Linked DNA regions of Gossypium hirsutum: regions 2, 3 and 4 are each linked to region 1. Evidence: chromatin contacts called from public Hi-C data. All regions are on one chromosome and are shown on one strand. Each heading gives the region's core, a stretch centred on a gene start, on an enhancer-like site or on the middle of the called end of the contact. The rest is flanking DNA. Distances are from core to core; before and after follow the strand shown.

Region 1 (3,024 bases), core at 368-2,867:
TGGTTTGAAGTTTTTAATATATAATTTTTTTTAAATTTTAGAATGTGATGTTTCTCGTTAAGAAAATAGATGAATTATACATAATTTTTTATTTAATTTATAATTTTATAAATAGATTTTAATTTAATTTGATTCTCATAAATTATTAATATTTAAATATTGATAATATCATTTTATACTTTTATATGATATACACAAATAGTTATATTTATCCAATATAAAAATAAATTAATTTATTTATATTTCTTAAATATGTATGATTAAATTAAAAATAAAAATCTATGTATACATTTAAATCATAATAAAATTTTATAAATATATATATAAATATACTAAATTAAAATTTATATATTAAATTAAAGTTTATATATAATTTTGAGATTTATACTTTAAAAATTAAAATAATGAAGTAAAAAACTTGCGGCATGAATTAAAATGTCTAGTTGTGAGGGTAAATTGTTATTTAAGCCTAATTAAAAGATCTCATTATACAATTTTCAACCATGATCAGGCAACTAGCTGACGGTAGAGTAATTGGGTTAATCTCTCGAACAAATAGTAGCCACGTATAATGACAGAAACGCCAGCTGTTTCCCTAACTCTTGTCTTCGCTAACACCAATTCTTGTTTCTTTCCTTTTTCAGCGCTTTGACAGGGTTACAAAATCCAACTGCATTTTTCTGGAATTTCTACTGCTTTATACTATACACTCCAAATCCTTCTTATACCCAGGATCCGATAACCCGAACCCGATTCCACATGGAGTTCCAATGGTGACCTCCACAACAGTTCCCAGTCCCACTAGCTCTAGTCGTTTCATGGGGCAACTTTCCATCTCCAATGACGACGACGAAGACGACGAGGAAGAAGGAGGGAAAAAACTGTTCGCTTCAATATCGTCACCAGGAGGCAATGGTAGGGCTGTTTCAGATACTATAGCGGCGGTCTGCTCTAATGTTTTCGGCGGGTTGACCGGAATAACAGCCTGGATCGGAGCTCTACACATTGGGCAGTTAGAGTGACTATAAAACCACATGTCGATACAGTCAACGTGGAAGGTGTGATTGCACTTAGGCAATACGCGGGCTTTCTCGTCATCCTCGAATTCAGACAAGCAAACGGCGCATTCCAGCGGAGGGAAATAACTTGCTTTAGTGGTGTAAACAATAGTAGGGATCGTTCTAATGACGGAAGAATCCAAACCCTTGGAAGCACCGGTGGTGGAAGAAGTAGTACCGGCAGTGGAAATGGAGAGCAATCGCTGAGCACGACGGCGCATGTGACGGCGACGGATATCGCGGAAGAGGATACGCACGTAGCTGTGGAAGCAGAGTACGGTAAGTAATAGAATGAAGAGAACGACGCCAGTGCAGAGCATTACTTTGCCATTAAGAGCATAATGAAGATGTTTCCCTTGTAAATCCATATATCTATCCATGAAAGAAATTAAGGAAAAATTATGGAGATAAGAAGGGAGAGAGGGAAAGGAAGAGGAAGGTTCCTATATAGAAAGTAGAAAAACCCTGACGAGTTTTTATTATTGAATCAGCTGTAGCAGAGCTCTGCTTTGCCTTTGTTTGTGTTTGCCCTGTGCCTCTGTCTTCGTATCATATTTATACACTGATGGTTACAATTATGATGTTTTTTATTTTACATAAGATTATAATAAATTTAAATAAAAGTTATCGTATAAAATATAATTTTTTTCACCCGGTGACAAATTCTAAAATTTATACAATAATTGTAACAATTATGATTCTTTTATAAAAGTTTATCATATAATTTTATGAGAATAACTTATGATTTTAAAAATTAAAATTTATATGCACTAATAAAATTTTATCACATCATTAAATTTTAAAGATATTAAATTATTATTATACACTCAATCCATAGAGAAATTATTTTATGGATTCTTCCTACTATATTATTTACTATCATTTTTCAATTATTTAATGATATTTTAATAATTTTTTTCATGTCATTAATACATAATTTTAGTAATTTTTTACCATGAACTCTTAATCTAAAATTTTGAATCTTGAACCCAAAACTTAAAATATCAAACCCTAAATCCAAAGCTCAAATCCATAATTTCAAACCCTAAATCCTAAATTCATTACCCATAACTCTAAACCCTTAAACCTGAACTTTAAACTCAAACCTTAAACCTCATGATTCAAGGTTCAAGGTTTAAAGTTCAAAGTTTGAGTTCAAGATTTAGAGTTTAGGATTAAAAAATTACCAATATTATGTGTCAATGACATTGAAAAATTGCACAAAAATTACTAATTTTTTTTTAAATTGGTTGCACAAAAAAATATTAACTTATGGAAAAAAATAAAATGATTAAAATTTGTAAAAGAAGAAAAGATGCTTGTTTATAATTTAAAAATTAATTATTTTAAGTAATTTAATTAGAGTTAAATTAAGTTGGAGAATATATTAGATATAGATGAGTGTATAAAAATTGTTATTTTTAAAATTTAATGACATGATATTATTTTATTAGTGTTTAAATTTTTTAATTTTTAAGATGATACTAATATAATTTATTACCTAATATTATAATTATTCTCATTAAAATATTTTTAATTATTTTAAAATCAATTATAACTCTATTGTATTTACTTGTAGCACAATTTCCATACAGTTTTCCCAAAATAGGCAAGTTACGGCTTGGAGGGTCTAAAATGGTGTCTACTGGTGGAGCGAACTTTACCGTATCGAAAGGGCAAACATTAAATTTTGTGCGACTGTAGGTGGCCATCAATTTACAGTTTAACGGCGAAACTATAACATTCATATCTAACTGAAGTCAAAGGTGGTGTGTTAACTAGTCAGTGACATAATTTGGATATTTTAAATCTTTATTACTATCAAGTTTGGTGCCAGGGTGAAACTAGCTGTGGCACGGGTACCTAAAATGAAATATTTTTTTTAAATTAATAAAAATAAAATTATATTTTGACTCTATTAAAAATATAAAAAATTTAATTTAATCTTTTAAAAATTATAAAGATA
Region 2 (2,786 bases), core at 269-2,768, 610 kb before region 1:
AAGCAAAACTAAGTATGTACGGATGTCAAACATACACTAAATTACCGCACTCTGAAAAGTATCATTTTAAGGTATTGAGGACATAAAACAGGAAAAAGTACTATTTCTTGACCATCTGGGCGAAATAACTCCAACACTAGAAAATTTCACAAACAGTTTGGTTCAGAGTTCCAATTCTTGCTACTTATTTTGTAACAGATAAAGGGGAACAAAATAAGGTCTTTTTTTTTTTCGAGATACTCCTAATATAGCAACAATAAGACCAAAAAATCCATTTTTAAACAATATATAATTGGAAATAACCCAAGAGCCAGCAAGGCATATGTTTCTAACCAGAGTAAGTATCATAACAAGAAAGTAATGCAAATAAAAGCAGTAGTACCACAAAATAATTAACACAGTGAAGTAGAAAACAGTGTGCACCAGTCAAGAAACAAAACCCTATGTATATCTTCATTGGCATGTGCAATAACACAGAATGTATATCCAGCAGTACACAATAAGTATTAACAAAGCTGGTTAGATTTCCTGTTATTCAGAACTGCTCCGGTATAAGGCTAGCTCATATTAACAGCTAGAAACAAACGCTATAATAATACGGCAAGTAACAGCATTAATCAAAAATCACATAAAAAACCCATAATCATATTAGGAAAGCAAACTAAAGCAAAAACTTACAGAGGTAAGCCACCCTTGGGTTGCTTGATTCAACCTCATTGGCAACACGGAGAATGGGTGCAATCTCGCTAAGAGAAGATGGCACCACCTCACTATCAAAAGCGGCCTCTCCGAGATTACCAGCAGTCTGTGTTCGTGTGATCCGCCTCATCGGCTGTGATTGATCTGACCCCCTGCTCGAGGACATTTTTGCCCTCGTCTTCCACCCAGAATCTCAACAGAAAAAAGGGAAAAAACACTCACTTCCCTGCAACATAAAAAAAAACATCATTTTCATCTTATACCATCCTTTTAGAAACATACAACATCAGAACCAAAATTTAACCCTAGCTCAACTTAAACACCCAGAAACCAAAAAAAGCAAAACAAAACGGGAAATTTTCAGAAGCCTAGAAAGCAAAAGCAAGTAAATCTGGCATTCAAACGAGAAGAAAAAGACTGGCGAGAGCAAAAAACTACAGTAACATCGAGTAAAAAACAGGCCAAGCAAAGTAAAACCTTAATCGAACATCATAAAATAAAGTAGCTGGGAAAAGAGAGTGAAGTACCAGGTCACTAGAAAGAAGATTTTAAGCTATTAAATCACCTGCATAGACAGGAACAGGGTAAACACTGAAACAGTAAAGGTAATGTGAGGAGAAAATTAGAAAGCAAAACTAGAAAGAGAGCTCACAGAGAGAAAAACCCTAAGAGAGAAGAGAAAACCAGATATAGAGAGGGAGAAACAGAAGGGCGGCTACTTTAAGCTACTTAGCATCAAAGGAAGCAAAAAAGAGAGTAAAGCTAAGAAAAAAACACAAGTTTACAACCCACAGCTATGGTCTCTTCCCTTCTATCTTTTTCCTTTTTTTTTTTTTTCCTTTTAACTGCTATTGGTGGAGTGAGGTGGGCAGAGAATGAGGTTTCAAGACTATTAAAATTACGAAATTGCCACTGTGTGGTTAAAGCATTTTGTTCTTTATTTTATTAATTACTTCTTTAATTCAATTAAAATACACGCTGCAAATTTTCTACTATTAAAAGAATCTCTACCAAGCTTTTGTTTACCTTAAATTCTTTTTAAATAACAGTTTTATTTAGTCAGCAGTTATAATTTTAAAATTGAAAGATAATAGAAAAGATATGTAAATTACCAACGGATAAATTTTTCATTAAATTTTATTTATACAAAAAGTTTCCTCTTAGCATATGTGAAAAAACAAATTCCACCATTTATATCAAGAAATAGTAAAAATATTATGAAAGTTTTTTTATTAAGAGTGAAATTATATTTTGTCTTCTTTATTTAAAAGATAAGTAAATTAGTCTTTATATTTCAAAAGAAGATACACATAAAATGTCATGCGTAAATGTTTAATTGTTTCGTCAGTCTTATTAATTTTTAACAACATAAATAAATTAATTTTTAACAAAAATAATAAATTTATTTTTTATTAATTTATGTAATTTTTAAATAAAATAAATAAAATACAATCTAATTTTTAATTCAAAAACCTACGTGATACTTTTATCATCATCAAATTGACAAATAACATCAAGGGTATTTCTAATAAATAAAATCAAATTTCAAGAAGAAGGTAAGATTCTTTACAATCTGAAGCAAAGTTATCGGGGAAACAGAAATAGTAATCATTTCAAATATATAGAAGGACCATTTTATCCTCAATAAACTCATTATTATTCAGTATTTATTATTATTTTATTTGATGTTTAGTGTTGAAAGGAAGAAATTGTAAATGAAAGAGACATGCATTTAAGTAACAGTGACTAATTCTCTAAGTTAGAGGAAGATAATCATGAAATATATTTTATTTTTATGAATCTCATAATTAAGAGATGAGATAAGTAATTATTATAATATGTATTGTAAATTCAGAATTTTCCCTCTTCATTAGGTGGCACTTAAAAGATTGGGTTGGTGGTAAACTAGAAGTTTGATTAAAAGAAAGGGATAAGCATTTTGAAAAGGAAAAATAGGTTTATAAGATCATATCCCACTGTTGGAGATGATTGTAGGTTTGCTTTGTCCTAACTCTGAAATTCCCATATAAGTTTTTTCCTAGCTAAACCCCATAATCACACACAAAAGTCCAGGCTCTTCTCAAAAT
Region 3 (2,837 bases), core at 282-2,781, 600 kb after region 1:
CAAAATATTAAAAAATTATGACCCAATTTTAACCAATGATATTTCAACCTTGGTTAATTCAATATTATCCTAAGATGAATATAAGAAAATTCTCTCTTTAATTCAATATTCAAAGTTGATAATTACAAAAAAAAGGGTTATATGCCTACTTAAAAGAAAATTTTGGGTTGTATTTTTTAGGGAAAGACTCCAATTCAAATCTTAAAGGTGACATTCTTGAGAGAGATAACTATAAACCCAGAATAGATTAATCTTTATGAACTGTAAATTAGTCCTAAAAGATACATTGGTTAAAAAAAGTGAAAATATTTGGGTTTTTCTTAAAGCTTACAAGCTTAACTTTAAAAAGTATAAATCTAATTAAAAGTTTTAATTAAAAAAATTAAAATTAAAATATCATCACACTGGAGTAGAGATTTTTTTCTAGATCCACCTATAGTTTAAATTGTTGGTGGCATTGGAGCGAAAAAATGGTACGATGGATCGTGGTTGAATAACTTAAAAATTAGAAAAGATTTTGGTAGAGCAGAAGGACTGGTCTCAGTGAAGCACAGGGGCGTAGCTAGGGGGGCTGGCATGGGCCCTAGTCCCCCCTAAAATAGAAAATTCTATTTTAGGCCCTTGAAATTTTTTAAAAATTTTAAATTAATAAAGGTAAAATTGCACTTTGGCCTCCCTAAAATTATAAAAATTCAATTTAATCCTTTACAAATTATAAAAATATAAACTATAAAAAGTTAAAATTTCATCTGGCCCCCCCTAAAAAAATTTTCTGGCTTCACCCCTGTTGAAGCATGTCCAGATCAAAGATAAGAAAAGATTTCAGTGATGTAAAAAGACTGGTTCAGTGGAGCATGTTGTGAGAAGCATTTAAATCAAGTTTATTTCGTTGAAGCATGCGACTAAGATCATGTATGAAATCTTTATGTGGCAATCTTCTCCTTCAACTTATAATGGGTTGACCACCTCGATTCCACGACCCTATTCATCTAAATAATTCCATCTCTTAGAATTCTTAATATCAAGTAAGAAATTATTTATTGTATCTTCCTTAGTTGATATATGTTTAACCCACACTCTCTTATATGTTACAATGATAACAGTGACAAAGTTAAGGGTATTGAATTGGCTAATATTTATATGTGATAAGCTTGCTTAAAATAAATATATTTTTTCAATAAAATAATATCATAATATAGCTCAAACATACTAAACTTAAAGGAAAATATTTATTATATTGTTAGTGGAGTTTTTAAACTCTACAAGTAGAATTAGAGAATTGACAAGTATCTTATAGTGGTTTTAAAAAAATAAACATTTAAGAAAACATATAACAAATTTTTAAAATTATTTATGGAATAAAAAAATACGTTCCCAAATTAACATTCTTTAGTTAAATACCAAATTAACACTTCAACATGACAAATAAGGTGATATCAATATTTAATATTAGATTTAATTTGTAATAAAGTTTTTTCCCAAATTAACCCATCAGGTGATATGAATATCTAATATTACATTTAATTTGTAAAAAAGTTTTTGTTTTGAAATAATAATAACAGTTTTCAATCTTATCCTCATTTTGTAATTCTGTTTTTAGTGAAAGTGGTGGCAGTCCATTGTGAGGTGTGAACATTACAGTGTATCAAAATTTGGATTTCCCATCTTCGTCTTTCACTCTCTTTTTTTATTTATTTTATATCCAAAGCGTAAATCATAAGTAACAGCCAAAATCCCAAAACCAAAAACTCTATTTGAAGTTTAAACACACACACCACTCCACCCTTTGAGGCCAAAGCTATAAAGATGGAGAAGATTGAGCACACCACGGTGACCACCAACGGCATAAAGATGCATGTGGCATCCATTGGCTCCGGCCCAATAATCCTTTTCTTACACGGCTTCCCTGAGCTTTGGTACACCTGGCGCCGCCAGCTTCTTTCGCTCTCATCCCTTGGCTACCGTTGCGTCGCTCCCGATCTCCGTGGCTACGGTGACAGCGACGCCCCTCCATCGCCCGAATCATACACTGTTTTTCACGTTGTGGGGGATCTCGTAGGCCTCCTCGACGCCCTTGGTGTTGACAAGGTGTTCTTGGTGGGGCATGATTGGGGTGCGATGATTGCTTGGAATTTTTGCTTGTTCAGGCCTGATAGAATCAAGGCTTTGGTCAACTTGAGCGTTCCTTATCATCCTAGGAACCCCAAGGTGAAGACTGTGGATGGGTATAGAGCTTTGTTTGGTGACGATTTTTATATTTGCAGGTTTCAGGTGAATCACTTAACCTAGTTTATATTTTCTCTTCTATCTTCTGAATTGTCAATTTTTACAATGATGGGGAAGTGCAAAACAGCAGCTATGTTCAACACAATTTTAATAAACCATCTTCACAAATTACAGCTATCCAATCTATTTCACCCTTTTTTTAAGCCTTGTTTGATTGTTCTGCATGAGAGACTTGTTTGACTCACTTGGAGTATGTACATTTTGGGATAGTTAAGAAGCATAGATTTTGTGATTTGGGAATAATTGGGGCCCCTTATCTCTATTCTTGTGTAATGGGTTTTTAGCATTTAAGTTTCCTGCCCCACCCTCTGCCGTTCCAATTAATTTGGTCTCGGCATTTTAAGTTCATTTTGTTTTTCTTTTTTTTCTTTTTTTTGGAATAATTGCTAATCGAATTTATCATGATATCAGAACTCTCGAGTTCAAATCTTAACAATATCTGGTGAATCTCGTTCATCATTCCTCCGACTTACATGTTAGGGGACTTGTTGAAACTTTTTTAATAACAAGTAGACGTAGAGGTTGTCTAAGGATTGAACCCATGACTGGTG
Region 4 (2,743 bases), core at 207-2,706, 730 kb after region 1:
TTAAACTTAGGCCCTAATTAGCAAATAACCCACTGAGGATTACATGGCCAAAAGCGCGTCCACGTCAAAGCGCTTGTGCTTGACACAAGGAAAAAAGCGCTGATGTGGAAGCGTTTTTCTGGGTTATCTCCTAAAAATGCGTCCATGTCAACGTATTTTTGTAGTTTTCGATCCATACCCGTTATTATTTTTAAAAATGGCCCATTTCTGTAAATAATTTAGGAAATAAGCCTTTATTGGTACTAAACACACTTATTAAAGTTTCAAATAAAAATTAAAAATTATCTCAGTTCAAATGGTAAATGAAAAAGTTTTATATGTATAGTGTCCATAGTTCAAATATCATTATGGATAATTTTTTATTGATTTATATAAAAAGACAAAAATACTCTCACAATCATATAATTTACTTTGGAAATAAGATAATTTTTTTAAATAATTCTCTAACTAAATTAAATTTTATTAATGAATAACACCAACTCAATAAAAAAAAATCATAGTGTTGCCAGCTACTCCACTTTGCCTTACCCAAATTTAATCCATTTTTATCAAAATCTCAAAACACTTGAATAGAGATTGCAATTGAATGACGTATTGATAATTGTCTTATCCACTTTAGTCCACTATTCTTACATGAATATCCAAATTTATCTTTATTTTTATTGATATCCACTACCTCTATAATCCTTTTACCATATTTAATTTTGTTTTGTAGTATTAATATATCAAATTAATTATTTTTCACATTGTTATATCATATTATAAGTTAAGCATGATCCAATATTTATTAGACCAAGGCATTCAACTTATTTAGCAGCTAATCAGAGAACACTTGACCTAACAACCACCTATCAATATTTGGTAATCTTGCCTAGAAGTATCCCCAACAATCAAGATTTTAGGGCCAACAAACTTACATATATAAACACGAGTTTGATTACGAAACTTCTCACCTTTTATCTTATTTCTAAATTTATATTTTATTGATATCAAATAGAATAATTACTTGTTAAAACATCAAAGTTAATTAGTTACTAATTTGAAAAAAAATATTACTTTACATTAATTACATATAATAAAATTATATTATACGTGACATTTATTTAAAATATTTTAATTATCATTTGAAAATTTTTCATCGTGATATTTGAATCAATAAATTAATGCATTTTAATTATACCCAAAAACGTTATTTTTAACGAATCATTGCAAATAATAGCATACTTTTTTTAAAAAATAATTAAATATTAGAATAAAAAATCATTTAGCTTGAAAGGAAAAAATAAAGCTTTTGATTTGATAATGAATTGATGTAAAATCTATGAAATTACTCAAAAAATTGACTTTCCAGACTTATTCCTACAGAGATTTGTGGATCCTAATTTGGGATGAGACTTGGACATGCTTATTATGTTGGTATCTTAATCTTAGAGATTAGTAGATGATTCTCGTATCTATCATTTTAATGGTTACTGTCAAAGCGAACCCTGCCCAAATACCCAAAGAGCATGGCCATTGGCCCTAATCGAGGAAAAGTGATCCATCTCAGCCCAATCTTATCTCAACCTTTCCGGATCTTCCCTGTCAACTCTTCTGCAACCGATTAGGGCAGTTTGACCCTAAAAAAAAAAAACCCAAGTTAAACCTCCGTTTTGCTCGTCTCACTCATTCATTGCTGCTTGATTGTGGTTAGAGCTTGAGCCAGGGGGAAACATGGCGGAGATTAGTCAGGATGAAGAAATTCCTCCCAATATGACATTATACATTAACAATCTCAACGAGAAGATCAAAATCGACCGTACTTATTTCAATTCTTTATTCAAATTAAAATGGATTTACATTGATTTTTTCTTCTTACTTTTTTTTTCCTTGAATGATGTTTGCAGAGTTGAAGAAATCGTTGCACGCTGTCTTTTCACAATTTGGGAAGATATTGGATGTGTTAGCATTTAAAACTCTGAAACATAAAGGTCAAGCTTGGGTTATTTTCGAGGATGTTACCTCCGCTACCAATGCTCTTGGGCGAATGCAGGGCTTTCCTTTTTACGACAAGGAAATGGTATACGCAGTATTTTTTTTTTCGAATTTTTTCTACCTCTGCATATTCGACAATTTTGTTTCTTCTGGGTTTTCAATTGATTTCTTTGTTCAGATTCTTCTTTTATATTTGACTATATTGGTTTGTTAGCCTTTTGTTGTTAGTGGAAAATGCATCAAATGACTGGGTTTCTTTTACTATGTCGAAAGTAAAAAAAAAATAAAAAATCAGAAGTATATGAAGTATTTATGGACACCAAAGTGGATTTTCTTTGTATTCCGGTGATTCATGTTAACTGTGTTCTCTGCTTCCATAAAGCATTAAAACCTTTGCTACTGTGAATAATGTATGTAACGTGCAATTATTTGCAGAGAATACAATATGCAAAGACTAAATCTGACATAATAGCAAAAGCAGATGGCTCTTTTGTCCCCCGAGAGAAGCGAAAGAGGCATGACGAAAAGGGTACTTTCCACTTTTTCTTTCACCTTTGGTTAGAAACGCTAACAATTGAGCAAGTAATATCGGTGTTGTTGCATGCCATTGTCTATGTATGTGCATGCAATTAGTATTGCTACAAATGTTGTTAATAATAGATTCTTTACTTCTACTTGGATTTATAGCCTTGAGTTTTTTAGACCTGCCTTCTAATTTTGCATGGCTTACTATTGAGATGTTGCTGATCAATTTGACATGCCCATTTAG

The links. Hi-C and Micro-C count contacts between places; a contact is called where the count stands out from the background.
Region 2: a contact with region 1 is called in a Hi-C map of leaf, with 2.7 times the contacts expected there. The contact joins the promoter of LOC107913032 here to the promoter of LOC107893484 in region 1. A contact is called at or near these places in 2 of 34 Hi-C or Micro-C datasets (both in leaf).
Region 3: a contact with region 1 is called in a Hi-C map of leaf, with 2.7 times the contacts expected there. The contact joins the promoter of LOC107926277 here to the promoter of LOC107893484 in region 1. A contact is called at or near these places in 7 of 34 Hi-C or Micro-C datasets (hypocotyl, leaf and seedling).
Region 4: a contact with region 1 is called in a Hi-C map of leaf, with 2.9 times the contacts expected there. The contact joins the promoter of LOC107926893 here to the promoter of LOC107893484 in region 1. A contact is called at or near these places in 4 of 34 Hi-C or Micro-C datasets (all in leaf).

The regions. Positions count from the first base shown.
Region 1 is chrA08:17,803,167-17,806,190 of Gossypium_hirsutum_v2.1, reverse strand. It overlaps LOC107893484 (RING-H2 finger protein ATL5), which reads right to left and starts at 1,617. Exons shown (of 1, transcript XM_016818524.2): 1 at 427-1,617. The coding sequence starts at 1,438. The coding sequence ends at 698.
Region 2 is chrA08:18,418,113-18,420,898 of Gossypium_hirsutum_v2.1, reverse strand. It overlaps LOC107913032 (callose synthase 3), which reads right to left and starts at 1,518. Exons shown (of 45, transcript XM_016841505.2): 1 at 1,352-1,518; 2 at 1,227-1,264; 3 at 679-925. The coding sequence starts at 865.
Region 3 is chrA08:17,207,426-17,210,262 of Gossypium_hirsutum_v2.1, reverse strand. LOC107926277 (epoxide hydrolase A) reads left to right here and starts at 1,531. Exons shown (of 3, transcript XM_016857130.2): 1 at 1,531-2,271. The coding sequence starts at 1,807.
Region 4 is chrA08:17,071,695-17,074,437 of Gossypium_hirsutum_v2.1, reverse strand. It overlaps LOC107926893 (U1 small nuclear ribonucleoprotein A), which reads left to right and starts at 1,456. Exons shown (of 5, transcript XM_016857870.2): 1 at 1,456-1,798; 2 at 1,887-2,059; 3 at 2,410-2,503. The coding sequence starts at 1,714.